Linked DNA regions of Zea mays: region 1 is linked to region 2. A link is a contact called in public Hi-C data. All regions are on one chromosome and are shown on one strand. Each heading gives the region's core, a stretch centred on a gene start, on an enhancer-like site or on the middle of the called end of the contact. The rest is flanking DNA. Distances are from core to core; before and after follow the strand shown.

What was found. Hi-C and Micro-C count contacts between places; a contact is called where the count stands out from the background.
Region 1: a contact with region 2 is called in a Hi-C map of bundle sheath, with 2.2 times the contacts expected there. The contact joins the promoter of LOC100283759 here to the promoter of LOC100192025 in region 2. A contact is called at or near these places in 3 of 25 Hi-C or Micro-C datasets (bundle sheath, endosperm and leaf).

The regions. Positions count from the first base shown.
Region 1 is chr1:186,916,562-186,922,610 of Zm-B73-REFERENCE-NAM-5.0, forward strand. LOC100283759 (dof zinc finger protein MNB1A) reads left to right here and starts at 3,671. Exons shown (of 1, transcript NM_001156658.1): 1 at 3,671-4,902. The coding sequence starts at 3,761. The coding sequence ends at 4,483.
Region 2 is chr1:186,700,126-186,705,374 of Zm-B73-REFERENCE-NAM-5.0, forward strand. It overlaps LOC100192025, which reads right to left and starts at 3,675. Exons shown (of 1, transcript NM_001137448.2): 1 at 2,231-3,675. The coding sequence starts at 3,592. The coding sequence ends at 2,627.

The DNA of each region.
Region 1 (6,049 bases), core at 2,421-4,920, 220 kb after region 2:
GTCTCAAGTGACTCAAATATACTACACCGTAGTGGGCTGCCCTATAATCTAGATTCGGGGCTTTACTATTGGAGCGGGGTGTTTTGTTGGTGCCCTAAATTTTATAAAATATACTTATTTTTAAATTATAGGATATTTTTATAGGTCATGTTGTTGGAGATGCTCTAATAGATGAGGGGGCAATATACCTTTCCTTTTTTTTTAACTTACCAAATCATCTATTCGTTCATCCACACCGCTGCATTTTGCCGTTCAACGCATGGTCATCTAGAGATATAACATGCGCTAAGGGCCTGTTTGTTTACCCCAATGAATTATATAATCTAGATTATTTTTGGAGGATTATATAATCTGAGTAGTCATGTTTGTTTACCTAGATTATCTGGTGTGTTTCTGTTGGGCGGCGGGCTTCTCCGATCCGATAGGCGCAAAAACGATTCGGTAGATTATAATGGCAATGGTGGGTAATTTCTATGAAACTTGAAAGGATAGTGGGGAAGTGGGGAAAAAATAATCTGAAATAAGCATCTCCTCACTTGCTTATGGATTATCATAATCCAAGGGGTTAGATTATATAATCTGGGCAAATAAGCTAGACTGTTTGTTTGCCTCTTAGGATTATTTAATCCAGATTATATAATCTGAGGGGTAAACAAACAGGCCCTAAGGTTAGTGGACGGCGCTAGAGAACAGAAAGATAGCATCCACTGTCGGCTGCTGCAGCATCCTTTGATCGATTGGATCGCGTCAAGTGCTCCCGTTCATAGCATAGGTTTGATCGCGCCGGCGGCGGCGCGCCAAAGATGGTGCGGAGGCAGCCTGTCCGTTCCGGCCTCGTGCATGTGCGGCGACCACCGTCCACGCCATGTGCGGATGTGCGTGCGTTGGCCGTACGGACGCTCCACCCAACGCACTTCGGTGATGTGGGGACTCCTGTGCTGGAGCTGTCTGCTGTTGTGTGCCATTCTGTGTGGCGCTCCGTCTCGGACATAGAAATGATGAACGCCGATCCGATCCGACCCGTCCCGTCCGAAAAGCACCGGTTCGATGGCCCGTAATTTTGGTCCCGTAACAATTCACGGGTCAAATAAAGATTATGATTTTTTATCAAAAAACGATTTAATTCGAAAAACTCCGATGCAAAGCCAAAAAACCCGATCTAACACGTCAAACAGAATAGCACTAGCCAACCTGACCTAATCCCAATTCTAGACACGAGCGAGTATACGCTATGCTAAATTGTCCACAACCCGATGTTGATATGACCCGAACCTAACATTTGAACAGGTCTACTTCAACAATGTTGCTCCTATGACAAACCACGATAGAAGGAGAGAAGCGATTTCCCACGTCACAAGAGGAGTCACCGAGTCAGCCTCCATCAAGCAGATCACATATATAACCGTGTGAAATATTACTCCCTCCGTCCTAAAATATAGTTTTTCCTAGCCTATATTTTTCTATCCACATTCATTTAAATAATAATAAATATAGACATACATGTAAACTATATTCTTATGTTATTTAATAAATGTATGATTAGTCTAAAATGAATTATATTTTGGTACGGATGGAGTATTTTGTACGAAAGGTAACATTGTTTGTAAAGTAAATTTTAAATAAAGAATATGATATGAGACGAGATAAGAGAGCTGATGAAGCATTCGTTTTTCCCTTATGTAAGCTTGCATCTCTAATCGGAGTTCTAAACGGAGTTATATTTTGAAATACGGAGTTTTAACACTTAAACTTGAGCTCAACATTGTTCTATTTTTAAAAAACATAGTGATTTCAACACTTAAACTTTACCTTAACATGTGTTCTATTTAAAAAAAATCATAGTGATTATATGACTCGATCTCCCATATTCTAAATATAGGACTTGATATACTGGAACTCTACCCTCGACTTGTACAATGTTCTTAATATTTTTTTCTAGATAATATGATTATTCTAAAAACATAATATATGAGTCAACTATTGAGCTGCAAAAGTTTTTCTTGACTCGAAACACTTTAATCAATTTCTACTTTAATTTAATTGGACTCAAATACAAGGTTTTTTTTGTTGAAGATGCACAACACTAAACCCATCATGTCCGTATGAATACTAAGCATTACGAATAGTGTCTACCAGCATATTTTAGCACAGCGTACTTGGTCATACAAGCTGGTCGTTGGGCCCCACTGCGCAGTAGGCACCAAGGCATACAATAAGACTATCTACAACATACTTCTTATCTCACTCTTTATCCCAACAAACAGTGCAATCTCCATTATTTTATACGACTGTTTACACCGGAGGCTCAGGCTATCCGCAACAGTTACCCCTAAATTTTCCCTCCTTATATCACTTTTTCCCCCTATTTTCCTCCCTATTTTTTCATCTCCCGCAATGGTTCCCCCTAAATACTTCCCCTATATCTCACTACCACTATAAAATATCATTTTCTATACCAACTATCAATTTTTTATCTACTAACAATTACTCGTGGACCCACAACACAGTGTTAGGGGATGAACAGTGACACGCTATATCTAGGGAGAGAGAAGGGGGCCGGCGCGTAGAGGGCGCCGTAGGGGGCAACGCTGTGGCCATAGAGTGCCCCCTAAGCGCTGTATACAAGAGGAGGGGGCTGCCAAGGCTATGCGCAACGCTGCCCCTTGACAGCCCCCTCCCCTTGCATGCCGCCTGTAGGGGGCACTCTACGGTCGCAGCGGTGCCCCCTACAGCGTCCCCTACGCGCCGGCCCCCTTCTCCCTCCTCCAGATATAGTGTGTCACTGTTTATCCCCCTAAACATTGTGCTGTGGGTCCACGAGTAATTGTTAGTAGATAAAAAATTGATAGTTAATATAAAAAATGATATTTTATAGTTGTAGTGGGATATATGGGGAGTATTTAGGGGGAACTGTTGCGGGAGATGAAAAAATAGAGACAAAAATAGGAGAAAAAGTGATATAGTGGGAAAAATTTAGAAGTAACTGTTGCGGATAGCCTTCACTTGGTGGGGACACTCCTACCGTGCCTCGCCCCACTTCTAGCCTGGCCTAGCCTAACGTAGCGAAACGTAAGCATCCCATAGCCTGACGTGGCGCGCTCCAGAACCACCCGACCTAGCCGCCGGTGGCCGACACGCCGCATAGCCCCCTCCCACTCCGTGCACAGCGACCGAATAGCCCACGGGAAACTCCCCGCCGCCGCAACGTCACCGACGTGCGGGCCGGGGACCGGCTCGGCGTATGGCGCGCTGACACGTCGTCACGCGGCAGAGGCGGGGGCGCCCCGCCGCTGTCACCGATCGACCGCGCAAGAGTCCGCGCGCGCGTACAGCACGGCGGCCGGCCGGCCGGGGTCCTGTCGCCGTCGCCGTCCGTCCTGACTTCTGGTTCTCTCAATTTCAAAACCGACGCACCGCATGCTGTACGGGGCTGGGTTGGCCACTAGCAGCGCTGACGCGGCGGGCCCACGGGAGGTCGCGTCGATTCGCAGCAGCGCGCCGCCCCCCTCCCCACCACCACGTCAAGCGGCGTGGGCTTCCGCCCCTCCCTGCCCGCCGCGTGGGCCCCCACTCGCGTCCTGTAACCGGGATAGCGTGAGCACGTCGCTATCGTCCGTAACGGCGACCGCGACCATAAGAGAGGAGGCAAAGCCAGCCCCCGGCGGGCGGTAACCGCCCCCCTCCTTTCAACTCGCTCGCTCGTTCGCCTTCCATCTTTCTCCCTCTCTCGGCAGTCTGCAGCAGGCCAGCGCCGTCGCGCATGCAGGAGGCGTCATCGGCGGCGGCGGGGGCCGAGCCCGGCCGTCGGGCGGCGCAGCATCAGTTCGCCGGCGTGGACCTCCGGCGGCCCAAGGGGTACGCGCCGCCGGCGCCGGCGGTGAGCGAGGGGGACCCGTGCCCGCGGTGTGCGTCGCGGGACACCAAGTTCTGCTACTACAACAACTACAACACCTCCCAGCCGCGCCACTTCTGCAAGGGCTGCCGCCGCTACTGGACCAAGGGCGGCACGCTGCGCAACGTCCCCGTCGGCGGCGGCACCCGCAAGAAGCCCTCCTTGTCGTCGTCGTCGTCGTCGTCCTACGCGGCCGCCGCGGACGCCGACAGGCAGCCCAAGAAGAAGCCCGCCAGCAAGAAGCGCCGCGTCGTGGCGCCGGCCCCGGAGCTCGCCGCCGCGGCCGACCCAGGCAAGACGGCACCCACCACGACGACGACGACGACGACGACGAGCGAGATCACCACGGAGACTGGCGCGCTGGAGGACTCCGACTCCCTGGCGCACCTGCTGCTGCAGCCCGGGACAGAGGACGCGGAGGCCGTCGCGCTCGGGCTCGGCCTCTCCGACTTCCCCTCCGCCGGGAAGGCGGTGCTGGACGACGAGGACTCGTTCGTGTGGCCCGCCGCGTCGTTCGACATGGGCGCGTGCTGGGCCGGCGCAGGGTTCGCCGACCCGGACCCCGCATGCATCTTCCTCAACCTCCCGTGACAGCCACAGACGGTCACGGCGCCGAGGCGTACGTCCTCCTGCTTTGCTCTGCTCTGCGCCTGATGATGAGTGCAAGGAAATGGAGCGCTTTGATTCTTCTGCTATTGGTTGCATCTGCTAATTGATTTAGCAGTGGTGGTAAGGTACACGCACGACGAGCTGACTGCGTGGTTCTTGGCTTGGGCCTTAGTATATGATGATGATGATGATACTAGTTGTATGTGTGACGTGAGAGACGATCGCGACGACGACCTTGAATTTTAGTTTCTGAGATGAGAAAGGTCAACTAGTGGCCTCTGTATGACTTTAGTTTTACTCATGAACTCATCAGATGGCTGGCTATGGCTGTGGCTGTGGCTAACTCATCGTCAAGTGTTTCTACCGGCTGCCTATAAACTAGACTGAGCTCTTGTTGGTCTGGGATTCTTCCTTGTTCTTATGATAAAGTTCTGTTGTGCTGTCATGCTTGTTTTCTTCTTTTCTGTGAAGAAAAGATCATGGGGAAAAAACATTCTAAATTCGTCTTCCTCGGCTCTCAATCTCATGGTGCGCGCGCGCGCGCGCGTGCTGTGTGTCCCAGAGCCAGAGTCGCAGGGGAGCATGGATGCTGAAAGCTGTAGTTAGCACTCGCCGCCATAATCGATCCGCCGGCCGGCGACGGCGATCGTGGTGCTGATCGGTTGGCATGGCATGGCATGGCAGGCACGTCTGCTGCGACTTTGTCGCGGCAAGACGATTCGCCGGGCGGGGCGCTCGGTTCCGTTCCAGTTCCAGGCGTCGGAAGAACATTGTCAGCGTCCGTCGATGCCCGGCGGCGGTGGTCGTGCTCCACTCCTGCGGTCCTGCCTGTCGTCGTGACGCTCGCATCGCATTCGGATTCGCATCCAACCAATCCAGTGCAGGTGGGTTTGTCATGATTACGAGCCGAGCAGTGTAGACCGTCCGGCGTCCAGGCCAGCGGGCAACGCCACGCGGCGGGGGGGCATCCGGTTCCCGACGCCATCATTTTCGCCCGCCGAAGCCTGCCCGCCCGCCCGCCGGCGCCGAGTGCGACTGCGGTCCCAGAAAGGAACCCATTGCTAGGCGGCTCAACCACTGCGAATCTTCGATGATCTTCGACGGGCCGGGAACAAGTACACCTACGCCCACACGCCCAGTGGCCGCGCGGCCTGGTGTTCCGGTTGCACGTCGACGTCCGCCATCCACATCTATGGTGGATCGTCGGTGAGCCCGAGGCGTCGGCACGGGTCGTGGCGGGTGTACGACGTCCCGCTCGCGAGCTGTCGGCGCCAGCAGCATCAGCGGCTGCTGCCAGTCGCTCCGTGCGTCTGGCCGTCTGCATGCCGGCGGAGGGGCGGCAGTGGTTCGGCGAACGGGGACGTATAAGACTGACCGCAGCGGTCTACCCTACCGCTCCCCCTCCCCTTGCATGTCGACTGTAGGGGCACCCTATGGCCGCAGCGGTGCCCTCTACAGCGCCCCCTACGTGTCGGTCCCCTTCTCTCTTCCCCCAGATCTAGCGTGTCACTGTTCATCACCCTAAACACTGTGTTGTGGGTCCACAAG
Region 2 (5,249 bases), core at 2,425-4,924:
CGAGCTATCGTAGCTTTCAAGCAGACGTCGTTCTAAATAGAGACAGTTGGGGGGGGTTATGTTATTACAATTATTCCGGATCGGACTCTGCTTGTTTAACGATACGATCAGTGAGTGCGGTTAGATAGAGACGAGACGTCGCTGCTCTCCCTTTTGCGCTTCTTTTCGGCTACAATAACAAGGCAACGTATTATATACGTACTGTACGCAGAAGGCAAGAGTGAGTTTTTCTATTCTTCTCCGGAAACAGTCTTGCATTGGACCATGTGACGTTTCCACTGATTATCGTGCAGTGCAGTGCAGTGCATGCATGTTCCATCAGGCATGAATGAATGACTGACTGACTACATTCTGATTGCCTTGCTAGCTACCACCAATGCAAAAGAAGAAGACAGCAGCTTTTCTCGGATCACCCATATGCATGCATGGCTCTGGTACTATGTTATTATTACTGGGCTCCCCGTTTTTTTTCTTCTTCTAATGATGATGGAAAATTAGGGTGTAGCTATCTTGTTGGGTGCTTAATTAGGCAAAGAGGAGCATGGAGTACTAGATTCCATGGCGCACCAGCTAGCGTCAAATCCAGGCCCCATGGATATGTCGTCGTCGATGCTTTTCCGTGTTGCCGCGTGACGATCGCCAACAAGTCCCAGGAGCCGGTTCGGTTCCAGGGACAGCTGTCGTCCCAGTAGAGGAGGGGACTCAAGAGAGAGTGAAATATTCACCTCAGTCTAGAGCAGTAGAGCCTTTTTGTCACAATGTCACCCACCTGATCTTCACTTGTGACAAAATCCACGCTGATTAGGCTATATTGGCTACAGATTCATGAACAAAGTGATGCTTCACCTCGATATACTCGCTCTGCCCATGAAATACTGGGGTCTTCTTCAACATTGATTGACGTGTCTCTCTCCTTATACCTGAGATAGCCATATTGCTTGACATTTGTAGCAGTGATATATCTACCACCTTTTTGTTTCATGGATTGGAACGTAACTGGAATATTGGCCATTATTCCAGATGTGCTTTTCCCACCATCAACATCTTCAGCGAACCACACCAGTGTTGTTGGGATCCTCTACTAACATCTACGCCTGGCCCCCTTCTTCCTTCCAAACCACCAAATAGCAAAGAATTCCTCCCCAAAAAAACAAATGCAAGATCGGAACGAATCAGCCTGAAAGCATAAGCATACATTGAGGCTGACCCGTCGTGACGCAGATCAAGACCACAGCTTTTAGCTCGAAATGGGCCAGATGCCGTGCCGGCCTGTTCCCATTTCTCTTCTGTTTTGTAAGATGCGTCGCCGAATCCAGTTCGTGTCGTGTCTGCACTTCGGTCATCAGCTTCTCCAATCTCCATGCCAGCTCTCAAAACCAGACTTATTGATACTAAAATGGAAACTCGAACCAGACCATTTAATATCGGAACAAACCATCAGGAGAACACAACAGCATATAAAAGTAAGCGAAACCCAGATTAAAGGAAGATGAATACCAAATTTGCGTTTCGTAGATTATCCACCAACATAAAGACCTTTGATTCGTAAGTGAAGAGAACAATCTCATCCAAATCAAGTCCAAGCCCAGCATCGAAATAGCAAACATAAAACTGCAAATCCAATCTTACATAGATACCAAAACACTAACGTGTCCGTAACTGCTTAGCTGTGGCATCAATGTCTCAGTGGTTGCTTGCAGGAACCTGATCAATTTGTCGCCAAACTATGCGCAGTTGTACTATGGATTCAGCAGTAAAATCATATAGAGAAGTTTCAATAGCTTAGCAAAACGAACCATCCCTTTGTATGTGAAGGAAGTAAGAACACATGACAATATCATGTAAAGAGTCAGTGAGTGTTGTTTACAGCCTTGTCAGGCTCTCGTAAAATATATGGCGATAAAGTCCAAATACTACACACAACAGCCCACCTAGCGAATGTCAAGGTCAATTGACTACAGGTTAAGTCATAATGGCCTTACATCTTTTGTGGTGGTCACGCCAACTTAATCCTTTTCAATTTTCTTTAACTATAAATAGGGCCACAGAAGTTTTTTGTTCTCCTGAAATATTTGCGTTGCTATGAATCAAGAAAAGTTACCAATTGCACACAAGACTGAACACAATATGAATCAGCAGCTTGAGAAGGGAATCAATGGGTATCACCTGTGCCACTATAAACAAGATGTGGAAATGTAATTTGATGCTCTAATAAACTAGACATAATATTAGAGAGTCACCAAACAACGATCAGTTAAAATGTAACATCATAATATCTAGCAAGTAGATCGTCCCATTGCATCAGGATATACAGCTGCCCTGCACCAAGATATCCAGCTAACCTCTCTGGATTTTTAGAATAAATACAGCAGGAATACGTAGTAACAACTAACAAGTATATGCCAACCTCGGTCATTTGGAAAAACTTCATGAGTCCCTCTCTTTAAGGAGAAAAAGGAAACCGATCAAAAACCATCTCTGCATCTACTGCCTCTATACTTTGCCTTTGATACGGCTGAGTAGCAACCTTGTAACCAAAGCACCCGATTCAAACCCAACCCATACATACAACATTATCAATAAAACCATACCATAAGAGCATGCAGTCACTGCCTGGTTGGCCGGTTCACGCGGCGTCGGTCCGGCCGGCTTTCCAGGACTCGTACTCCGGGTCGTCGGTGGGCAGCTCGAAGCGGCAGAGCGGGCACGAGTTGCGCACCTGGAGCCAGGGCACGATGCAGCCGTCGTGGTAGCGGTGCGAGCACGGCAGCCGCTTGACGCGCTGGCCGACCGCGACCCCGTCCTTGCACACAGCGCACTCATCCCCCTGGCCTTCCTGGCCGGCCGCGACGACGGCGGACGGGAGCGCCTCGACGGCGGATCTGGCGGCCGGGGGCTTGGTCTTGAGGAACAGCCCCTCCCCGCCTGCTACGAGCACCTCGTACGCCGCCGCCTCCTCCTCCTCCTCATCTCTGCCTCTGTGGTGGGAGGTGTACACGAACCCCTCCTCGGCGGCGGCGGGCGGCACGTCGGCGAGCACCTCCCACTCGGGCTCCGGGGCTTCCCCGGCGGCGCCCGATGGAGACGCGACCTCCTCCCACTCGAACTCCTCGGCGGGGGAGGCAGCGAGCGGATCGTCGGCGTCCTCGATCTGGAGGCAGTCCCAGAAGATGGAGGTGAGATCGCCGTCGTACTCCGCCGCCTCCGCGTCCGCGTCCGTGAACCCGAGGTCGTCGCCGTCGCCGTCGCCGCCGCGACCGGGCGCGAAGAGCGTATCTCGGAAGAGGGCTACGTCGACGGAGCGGAAAAGGCTGCGGACGCGGTCGGCCGATGCGGACGCGGATACGGAGGGGGCGGACGGATCCGGGCGGAAGACGGGGACGAAGGCATCGTCGGAGCAGTAGGACGCGCTGGGGGAGTAGGAGGCCTCCAGGGTCCGGTGGATCTCGTCGCCGGCAAGCCGGGGATGGTGGATGTGGATAGACGAGGAAGCCATGGATGCGATTGCGATGCTGGAGAGGGGAATCGAAAAAAAATCTTGTTCGACCTGGGCCTCTCTCCTCTGTGGAAGTGTTTTCGTTTCGGGAGGCATTTTTTTTCTTTTTTTTCTACATAAAACTAGAGCCCTGCAATTCTACGCATTCCGTGCGACCGCGTGCTTCCTCCATGACGTGTGGGGACACATGTTGTGGAGCCCCGCTAACAGTGGGGTGGGGGCGGAGCACGCGAGGCGCGTGGTTGGTGATCACGCGGTCTCATGGCAAGTGGGGTACGCGCTGCCAGACCCACCTGTCAGTGGTGAGATGGGATGGGTGCCGTGTGCGCAAGACGACAAGCGGCATGTCAGTGGACGATTCAGGGGCCCATTGGCTGTGTAGTGTGGAAGCGGAGCAAAGGTGGCCCGGCGGTTGCTTTGGGCTGCGGGAACGAGTGCGACAGCGACGCTGGGCTGGGAATCTTGGGATGCTGCTCGTCGCAGCAGCGTCACGGAAGCCGCTGTTGCTATTCCACTCCGGCCGGCGTTGACTAACTAGGCCATACGGGCCTTCCTGGCTTCCTACCTTCCAGGCCCAGGCCCAGTACGGAGGTGATGTATCCGCTGCATACTGGTTAGAGTTAAAGGGTCCAATTGATATATCTTGCTCCTAAATTTTTTTTAGCCTTGTGAAGCTCTATCAAACGATCGAAATTAAAAAAAAAAGTTCTTCTCACCCAATTCCAGATCCTCTTTGCTGATATGATATCTACAAATTTCTTCTCCTTGTAGGTCTGCAAGTTCTGAATGGCAACCTCATCTATTGGCTCAATAAGGTACGGAACCTAAATAAAGAAAAGGAAGAAATACCCTGAGCCAAAGCTTGAAAACTAGAAAGGACATGTCTCTCTCGTAGTCAATTGTGTCTTTACGCTAAAAAATAAAGTCAATTGTGTCTATGTCAAGTACATACTTCGATGTCTTTCTGGACCAGCTTTTCTAAGAAAGGGGCAGTCTTTTGTCACACCCGGCTTTAAGGAACAAAGTCAGGTGCATCTCATACATGCGCCAAGAAGACAACATATATAATAACAGAGTGTATAGAGATAAATGTTATAAAACATCAGAGTATTTATTACATAGCGGAAGACTTATTACAAAATAAAAGAATAAACATAAAACGAACTAAGGATCGTCGGCGCCAATGTCAACTGAGAAACGTCACCTAGATCAGATCATACTCCTCGCCTTGTGGCTCCTCCTGAACCACCTGTTCTTCTCCTGTGGGGGGTGTGAGACAACAGGGGTGAGCTCACACATGATCATAGCTCAACAAGTTGTAGGGAACCAGTGGACATAAACTCGCAAAGGTGTGGGTTCATGTGATGTGTGAGGCTAATCAATGATAGGGGTTAAAGCTGGGCATTGCTTTTAAGTAGTTGGTCAAAGTTTTATTAGCAGTTACTAAGTGTAAGTAATAGAACAAAATTAATAATAATCTCATGCAATGCAAATGACAAAATTGAATTTAAGTTCCATAATTTAAACATCAGAGAGTCCTGAGCTGCTCATGACCGTGAGCTCGGCTAGTATACCCGTTTTACACTCTGCAGAGGTTGTACCCTTTACCCACAAGTCATGTTACCCATCTGCCAAGGGGTCGCGAATCCCATACACCTCTACCTAGGAAGCGCGGCAGGGTAACACTACGAGGCCTTTACAAAGTTCCACTAGCTTCCGAAAACCCGCTACAGCTTATGGGAAGAGCACTTGC